Regions from separate parts of the Anser cygnoides genome. Here region 2 is linked to region 1. The links are chromatin contacts, called in public Hi-C maps. All regions are on one chromosome and are shown on one strand. The core of a region is the stretch at or near the end of the contact, and the rest is flanking DNA. Distances in the headings are between cores, read along the strand shown.

Region 1 (4,453 bases), core at 949-3,448:
AAACTTCTGTGTTATTTTTCTTTGAGTAGTAACACATTTTATCTTGTGAGGATGTGGTAAAAATTAAATTTCTCAGTTTGTGGTTTTCTGTTGAAGGCTGGCTTAATAAATACGGAGAAACTATTGATGACGACTTCTAACTATGCTTTTTGACATACATGTGGGCAGCTGAATTTGTGGTTCCTCTTAGGAGCTTGAATCTTGTACAAAAGGAGAAGCAAATGGCTGTTTTAATTCGGTTGTTTTCAGAGAGTACAATGCAGAGGGTCACAATGTTTTGAAGTCTTTAGGATTACTTCATAGGCATTTGGTCTTTTCAAGATCCACAGATTTTGTCTTTTTCTGGTAAGGGGGGTTCATAGTCACTGTTCTCTTTAAGTAATAGTATTTTGGTATTATTGTGCTTGATGGCAATGCTGACAGCTGCTATGTAGAGTCTTTTAGTCCTGAAGCTAACAGGGTGATCAAAAGTGAGTATTCAAAAATTTGTGAATGACTACAGGAGGATACAGAAACAAATTGTCCTTAAACCTCCAGGTTTTTATGTGTTCTCTCACACACAAAAAAAATAAAAATCCAATGTTGGTACCGTTACAGATAACAAATGGTGACAAGCAACAAAATAAAAACATGTATTTGTTTCAGTGATGAATGCGTTCCAGGTTTTTCACGTTTAAGCTAAATAATGATGAAATTGCCAAAAGATACTTGCATGATGCGTCGGTCAGGTGAAGCCTGTGTGGATGTGAGAGGGTTAGTATCTGAGCATCTTGGTTCTTTGCATTTACAGCACAACGGAGCTCTGGCAGAAGCCTTTGGAGCAGTTCCTGTCTCTTTGGTAAACAAGTATTTAGGTTTGTGCAAATACGTATTTAGGACTGGTGTACTGTTTGCCCAGGTAGATACGTATTTTAGCACACGTTACACTTTTTCTGGTATGCACAGTATTTATCTGATTCACCGTCCCAGCTCCGAAGGAGTTATGGTCTGTCACATAAATACAGGTTTTGCCATGCATCCCGGTTTGGAACATGCATAATAATTCCTGTACAGACTCTCCGGACTTGCTGTGGTCTGTCATGTGATTACTTATGATTTATGGGGGATTAATTTCTTGCAGACGGTGGTTTATTTGGCACTGTCTTGGCCTGTGATTTAAGCAATCTCTGAGCATGTGCACTTAGCCTGCATGTTAAACTCCATTGGGAAAGGAAGAATGATTACCCAAATGCTGCTTGTCACCAAGGGGCACCGAAATGTAAGCTGTTAGTGGGTACCACTCCTCACTTTCTCCCCTCATCTACCTTGCTTGTTTCTATTTCTTAAGTCAATGTCTTGATAAATCTTAAAGGGACATGGTTGCTTTAGAGCACTGAGCTTTTTCCTTCCCATCTGTGAGTATTTAGCTTGTTTTTTCCTTTTTTTTTTTCATGGTTTGTGGAGTTTTGGTTCTGATCTCAAATCCCTGAATGTTTTTCAGGAAGTGAAACGGTTCTAGTTCTTCATTTTCCAAATAACATTGATGCTCAGATCTGTTGGGGTTTTTTTTGCCTTTTTTTTTTTTTTAACAGAATTGTTTGCAATAGCTAAGTATCATGTGCCCTGCACGGGTGGGCTTATTTAACAAAGGGACATTGTCTGGTGTTTGGTCCGGAGTAAGCTTTGTGTGTTGGTTGCTGAGAGAAACCAGAACTGTTGGGGCTGATACCTGTTTTCTCAGGTGTTTGTTGTCTTTTCTGATTTTTTTTTTTCTAAGCAAGATAGGGATTCACCTGAGATATCTTTTTTTTTTTTCTTTTTTTCCTGGAAAGCCAGAGAACAACATTTCCCAAAAGTTCCCCTCTGTGTTAATTGTAGCTCTGTCTCTGACAGGGCATGGTCCATGTTTACTTGTGGCGCTGTTACATTCAGATCAGATTTTTGTTGAGTTTTTATGTGCAACTTGTGCCATAAAACTTAAGAAATAGCTATCTTTGCATTCAACTTCATCTGTATGCTAATGTGCATTGGCTTCCTTTTAAATTCCAGGTGAGTTCTGCGTTTTTAGTGTTCTACTGAGTGGCTTTTTTTTTTAACATTGTGATTGGGACCATGACATGGGAAATGGCTTCTCCTGTTGCTCTTCCTAGCACGTGTGTATTAATTTGCAAATTTTTCAGCCTTTTGGGGTAGAATCAGTGTGACAACAGTACAAAGAAGATTTTGAGACTTTTCTTTGGTTTGGAATTATGAATGTTTTCAGTTCTGTGTGGTGCCAGTTAAATAGAACTAGATTGTTGTTTAGTACTTGTAGCAGAGATTAAACCAATGTGTTTTAATTTAGATTACCCAAAATTGAGATGCTCTGACTTGAGGTTTCGAAGTCTTCGTGCAAAAGAACTCATGCTTGCTGAAGCAGAACACCGTGATCTTAACAGGCAGGAACACAGTAAAAAGTCACTGTGCTCTCCTGCTAGTGACATGTTGAGTAAAGCAATATTCTGCTGCATATAAAGCGTTGGCCCTTAAGCGAGAAAATAAACATCACAGCCACTTTGCACCCATTTATACTAACACAGATTGTGTATGCATAGAGAGAAAAGAAGCTAACATTAGCTTTAAAAAAAAAAAAGGAAAGTCAAAAGGTGCTATAAGGAGTTATTACAAACAAAAGATTTCAAAATTAATGCCAAATTTCTTTTTAGAAAAGGTCATTTAAAATAACCAAAGCTGGACGCTTTAATTTTTTTTTTTTAATGTGGAAGCCAGATGGCTTCATGGCTTGGCAGACAGGACAGTGCATTTGCCACGTGCAGCACCTGAATAGAGGAGGAAATTTTGGATTTCCAAGCAGATGGTGTTGAGGGACTCAGCAAAGCTGTTCACATTGGCAGGGAGTGGAAGGCTGTGTAGCTTTTTTCCCTCGAGGCCCATATATTGCTGTTGAAGTGTGTGTAGAGGCTGACCATTCGGTACTTCCTTTTTCCCCCCTGCAGGTATGCTCTGGGAAGGGCTTTTGAAAATGTAGAAGTTTTCCAGATTAGCCTGGGAATTCATCTTTGTGCTTTCCGTGGCATCTTGTTCTCTGAAATGGGTTGCTGACAAGTAAACACTCTCAAGACATAGGTGCTGATAAGATTGAGAGGGAATTGATCCACCTCGGTTTACTGCACAACCTGAACAAAATAAAAATCACAAAAACACCCAATGCTCTAACTTTTTCTAGACAAAGGAGGAAGGAAACTGCTTTTCTTTTTTTCTTTTTTTTTTTTCCCCTGAATTTTGTCAGTGTCCCCTTAAAATAATGATGCTGAAAGGAGGGGTGAGAGAAAGCGGCGTGTTCCTTAAAAGCTTCAGGTGACTGTTAGGACCTCTGTGCATCTTCTTCCTGCATCCCCTGCCCTTGTAGTTCAAGCTCTGGTTGTCAGCATGTTCCTTCTGGATGCATGCTGCATGCTACACCAAGGGAATGTAAACGGCAGTTGTCAGTAGGCTCCCTGTCACAAGCACTTCTGGTATTTCAGAGATACAAAGGTTGGAGAGCCGTGCTGATTTATGAGGGGCAGATCTAGCGCAGTCTGCCTCCACTTGTCTCTAATCTCTGTCTGGAAGAGATAGCCTTGGTAATTGCTTTCCATGGCTGTAGTGAAAATGGAGAAAAAAATGTACGTGGTTACGTTCGTCCATGTCTTTCCTGGGTTTTATTGCTTAAAATAATAGAAGCTTTAATACAACATAAGTAAGTTCTGGCAGACGCCTCGTGCATGTATTTTTCTGCTTGTGACTTGATGCGTGTCTCTCAGACTCCCTTTCAGTCATCTGGGTTGGACACAAGCAGGACAACTCGGCATCATGGGCTGGTGGACAGAGTGTACCGGGACAGGAATCGCCTCGGATCCCCACACCGACGCCCTCTCTCTGTGGATAAGCATGGAAGACAAATATCCTTTGGCTTATGAGCTGGCAACGAAAACCTGCCTTTTCACCAAAATCGTATTTCTCGGTTTTTACAGTTCTCTTGTTCCTCCTCTCCTCACCTGTCAGCGGAGTTGCTTCCCATCTCTGAGCAGTTAATGTCATCTGCTTTTTCTGAACTGTGATCTAGTCTAAAAATATCTACTATTCTGTAAAATAAGCATTTACCTTTCTGTTTGCTCAGCTCTAGCTGGGGATAACAATACACACGAAGCTGAGAGGGACTGAGATCCTGTGATGGAAAAGACAAGGCAGTATTTGTGAAACTGACTTTCCTTTCAAAACTGAGTAAATCCAAACCTGAATAATTCCTTGCAGTTCATTGTGCACTTCATTACAAGTTGATTCATAAGTTTAACATCTGCTAAGAACTATTTCTTCCTGCTTTTTGTGAAAACGAGTTAGCTTATTATTGCTGACTGGCTTGAAATGTGCCACAGTCACACGGGCTTGAAGGGACTAAAGGGGATATGTAAGTGGGAGAGCGGAGAGGCGATGG
Region 2 (4,612 bases), core at 1,514-4,013, 50 kb before region 1:
CCATCAGCAGTATGAAATAACAAGAAATACCCCCTTTTGGTTCCTTCTCCACATGACACAAGTCAGCACGCCTGGTCACCAGAGCAGTTATGGAATACATCTTCCTTCCAGAGTCTTATAAATGCATTTTTCATGCTTTGGGAGACCTTCTGGGGTTCAATTTAACTGGGATCTGGGGAACATGTGAAAGGCATTTACAGCATGCGGCACAGCCTGGGTTTTCCTGCCGGGGAAGCAGAGGTGTAACGTTCGCAGCTCCCATCCGCCAACCCGCCCGGCTGCGAGGGACGCAGAGCTCCGCAGCGCGGCCGGGCTGGATGGCAGCAGGGCTGCTTTATTGCCGAGCATGTACTGGACTGAAATCTAAGCACTGTAAAATATATATACGAACCTAAAAAATAAAGAGTGAAAGCGTGGAGCGTAAACCTTGTAAAGAAGGGGGTGTGCTGCAGAGCTAAAGCTACGGAAAGTGGCCCCAGGAGAAAGTGGGAAGTATCGAATGGAGCAGAGCTGGTGTGTGAGGAAGCAGGATAAGCGCCAGGGCTTGGTAAGGAGGCAGGAGGAGAAATCCCCAAAGCACCAGCTGAGCTGTTTTTCAGCAACAAAACGCACAGGGCGACGTGGAGCAAGAGCCGGGGTGGTGGGTGCCGGACCCTGCAGCCCCGTCGTGCAGCAGCAGGAGCAGAAGGAGGAAAGGGCAGCGGGGTGAGACGCGGAGGATGCGGTGCTGTGGGGTCTCCCGGCAGCTCACGGCATCGTCCTCTGCCTCTCTTGGCTCTCCCGCTCCTCCTGCTCTCCCCGCAGAGTCTCCGCGGCCGCGCCGCGCTTTGGTGTGCTGACATCTCCTGTCCTGTGTGGGTCGGGTCTAAAATAACAGGGCCCCGAGGTCTTGGCTGGGGTCTCCCTGCGCCGCAGCAATACAAATAACAAATTAATAAGTCCTGCTTCCCTTTCTCCCCAAGGTTTTACGAGGCTTAATTAATGAATGTCTGTAAAATGCATTTGGAGCTGGGAATGAAATGTGCTGTGGAAATGCCAAATATTTTTAATGCTCCAGCAGATTTAGAAGGTTTAAATAAGAAAAATACACAGCTTCGCCTCTGAAATAGATTCCTCTCCTTGAAGCAGAGGGCTCCAGAACATGAAGTTTTCATCAGGCTGACTTGAAAGGGTATTTTCATGGCTTTCTAAGTGTGTTTATTCTCATGTGCGAATTCCCCCTTTCCCTTATACAGATGTGGACGCAGGCATGGGAAATCAAAGAAATTTACCCACGGTCGTTGGCAGAGCCACCGCTATGAATAATTTCCCGATTTCCACTGACAACTGGAATGCCCTCTAGCCCGTCCGCTGCCTCCAGATGCGCGACGGCTTGAAAAATTACACGGCCCCGCGACGCTTGGCCCAGGCTACGGCGATGGCTGTGCCAGGATGCCGAGCATGTGTCAGGATGCGTCGTGGAAAAGGCATCGTGGACACCCGGACGAGCTCCGACAACAAAACTGCACCCTCTGGAGGGTACTGTTGCTCTTGCACAAAGTGGTTTTTTGTGATAAAACCTTGGAGGGCTGCGGTTGAATAATCGCTTGGGTTGAATAATCGCTCGGGTCGTGAAGGTGCTGCCTGTGCTGTGGCTTCCCTGAGGACGTGGGCTGCCTGAACTCGTCCGCACACCGCGCTTTCTCCAGGTGTTTAAGGGATTGCACGTGGAATCCAGAGGGAAAAGGTTCGGCGCCTGGGCGCAGGCCACCCTGAAGGTCCCTTGGCTGCTGCTGGAAATCAGTCGGCTGGGCCTGCTGTCAGCAGGACACCCGCAGCCTCCCCCTGGGCCCCCTCATCTGTGGGGCCGTGAAAGCCCCCTGGAACCCCCGGAGTTGTGACGGGGCTCCCCAAGGCCCCTTCCTCTGTGGGGCTGTGACAGCCCCCCGGAGCCGTGACAGGGCTCCCCGGACCCCCCCAGCTGTGGGGTGGTGACAGTCCCTGGGCTCATGACGGGGCCCTCATGTTTGTGGGGCCGTGTCAGCCCCCAGACCCCTCATCTGTGGGGCTGTGACAGGTCCCCCGGAACCTCCACGGTCATGACAGGGCTCCCCCAGACCCCCTCAGCTGTGGGGCGGTGACAGCCCCAGGCTCGTGACAGGACCCCCGTGTCTGTGGGGCCGTGACAACCCCCGGACCCCTTCATCTGTGGGGCTGCGACAACCTCCAGAACCCCTCATCTGTGGGTTGGCGACAATCTCTGGGCCCGTAACAGGACCCCCGTGTCTGTGGGGCCGTGACAGCCCCCTGGAGCCCCCAGTGTCGTGACAGAGCTCCCCAGACGCCCTCATCTTTGGGATCACGACAACCCCCCGGGGCTCATGACGGGACCCCCGTGTCTGTGAGGCAGCGCCCGTCCCCAGACCACCCGCGGGGCCCTGACACCGCCGGCTCCCCTCGCCCTCGGGAGCCGTCACCGGCCCCGGTGGCGGCGGCTGCGGGGCGGCGCCAGGCCCGGCGGGCGCGGAGCAGCGCCCCGGGCCCCTCTCGCCGCTGCGCCTTTAACGCGGCGACTCCGCCGCCGCCGCCTCCCAGCTCGGGGCCCGGCGGCGGCGCAGCGAAGATGGCGGAGTCCGGCGGGGCCGAGTTCGCCGCGGAGCGGCCGAGCAGGTGAGCGGGGCCCGGCCGCGGCCTAGGCCGGGGACCGGGCTCGGGGAGGCGGTGGCGGGGCCCCCGGGGGCCGGCGGGGCGGGGGCCGGGCCCGGTCCCGGTTGGGGCGCGGAGGCCGGTTGGAGGCCGGCCGGGCGGGGGCCGCTTCACCGCAGGGCTCCCTCCGGCGTTCACGACCGCCTCTTTTATTTTTTAATTCATTTTTTTTTTCCCTTCGGCCCCAGGGGTCTTGGCGAGGCGGAGTGCCCAGCCCGGCCTCCCGCATCTTCCTCCCCAGGGAGGACCGGAGCGGGGCTCTCCGACCTGTAATTGATGGTCATAATGATAATAACGATAATAACAGTAATGATAATGATAATAACAATAACGACAACAATAACGCTTTCACTGCTGGAGTTCACGAGGCTGAAGTTTGCGGGAGGCTTTGTATTTCTGTAAATTTGGGAATGTGGTTGTTACACACCGGTCCTGCTGGCATGCACAGCCGCCGAGTTTTGTGGTGTTTCAGGCCCGTTCTGTAAAACCCCCCGTTTCTAACACGGCCCGCGGGGCCGGACGGTCCCGCAGAGCCACCGGGATCTGTCACACCCGTCACCGGTGGGGCGCGAGCTGCTGGGCACCCAGGTACCGCGGTGCTGGTGAAATAGGGCTCAAGGTGCTGGGCTCGGTGCCCCCCGCATCCATGAGCCCTCAAGTTGGTGTCTGGGGCCAGAAGGCCGTCCCGGGTGGTACAGGTGCTCCCCGCCCGCGGGGGATTTCTGTCCCCAACGCGTTGGTTCCCGTCGTCAGCCAGAAGTTACCGCGCTGGGCAGCGTTCAGGGAGCTGCTGGGTGCCGTGCCGTCAGCCCGTCGCGTAGCTTCAAAGCAGCGTTTCTCCTCAGCTTGCCTCTCCCCGAACCCACTCCCGAAATAACGTCACGCCGTGCTCGGGGAAGGAAGGCTCTTAGGCTCATTGTTCAGCACTGGAGAAGCCTGTCTCAATTCTCACCTTCTACATATATTTTATTTATTTTTTTTTCTAATGACTGACCTGTGTAAACTGGATGCCGAGCTGCCTTGGGCGTTTCATTTTCTCTCTCTGCACCTCTTTTTTTTTTCCTTCCCTCTCCAAACAGGAACAGCGGCGCGTCTCGCACACAGGTGTTGGTAGGGCTGATCGCCCGGCGCTGGGAAGCGTCTCAGTGTGGGGCGTGTAGCAGTGAGAAATGGAAGTAATTTGTTTCAGGGCCGTGATAAATCACCCGGGCTGGAGCTGCGGCAGTTCTGTTCCCTGAGCTGGAGCTCCGTGGCGTTCTCTATCGCCGCGTGTTTGTTTTCTTTGATAATTTTAAATTAAAGCCTGGTGAGATCTGGATCCTGCTTCTCGTTGGTCGTTAAGTCTCCCATTTTAAAGGATGGATTTATCGGAGAGTAAATCCATCAGGGAGCCTGTGGGGAGAAACCTGGTGGGGAACGTTGGATACGCTGCATAGCCTGATACAGATCAGGAGGAGAATTTCAAGGGCATGCCCGACCAACTCGCGATTCCTTCTTAGCTGCTTCTGACTTTTCTGCACTTCCTGAGCGTTAGCTCTCTAGGGCAAAGGACGAAGTCCTCCCTCGCTGCTACACGCGCATGCCATCTCAGCGGTACTCAGGCAGCGCGGGCAGAATTTCCATCTTTGGAATTGCGACCGCGTGGCTGCTGCGAGCTGCCCGCCAGCACGCTGGCTCCCCCAGAGCAGGAGAAGGAGCTTGTCTGCTGGGGATCCCGTGTGTCTGTGATAAGGAACGTGCTGTGCCAGACGGCGTGGACAAAAGGTTCTCTTCTCGCAAATTGAAAAGCAAACTGCCCGAATCTTCTATTTTGAAATAAATTTGCCTTTTTTATTTTTTCTTTCTTCCTCCTTATGGATAGAGTTTCCTGAACTGCAAATGGGTTGCATGTTTTACTCCCAGCCCTCGGTATCGTGTGGAGGGAGTG

Evidence for each region. Hi-C and Micro-C count contacts between places; a contact is called where the count stands out from the background.
Region 2: a contact with region 1 is called in a Hi-C map of liver, with 3 times the contacts expected there. The contact joins the promoter of KLHL26 here to the enhancer-like site in region 1. A contact is called at or near these places in 3 of 7 Hi-C or Micro-C datasets (all in liver).

The regions. Positions count from the first base shown.
Region 1 is chr27:1,810,941-1,815,393 of Taihu_goose_T2T_genome, reverse strand. CRTC1 (CREB regulated transcription coactivator 1) reads left to right here. Exons shown (of 15, transcript XM_066984071.1): 3 at 791-838; 4 at 3,783-3,920. Among named protein-coding and RNA genes, the nearest start is that of CRTC1, 22 kb to the left of the region's middle. Within about 2 kb of position 2,198, at least 1 of the 3 cell types and tissues checked has open chromatin away from gene starts, as enhancers often do. A contact at or near this core is called in liver, where this site is marked.
Region 2 is chr27:1,861,086-1,865,697 of Taihu_goose_T2T_genome, reverse strand. KLHL26 (kelch like family member 26) reads left to right here and starts at 2,763. Exons shown (of 7, transcript XR_010826701.1): 1 at 2,763-4,449; 2 at 4,547-4,612.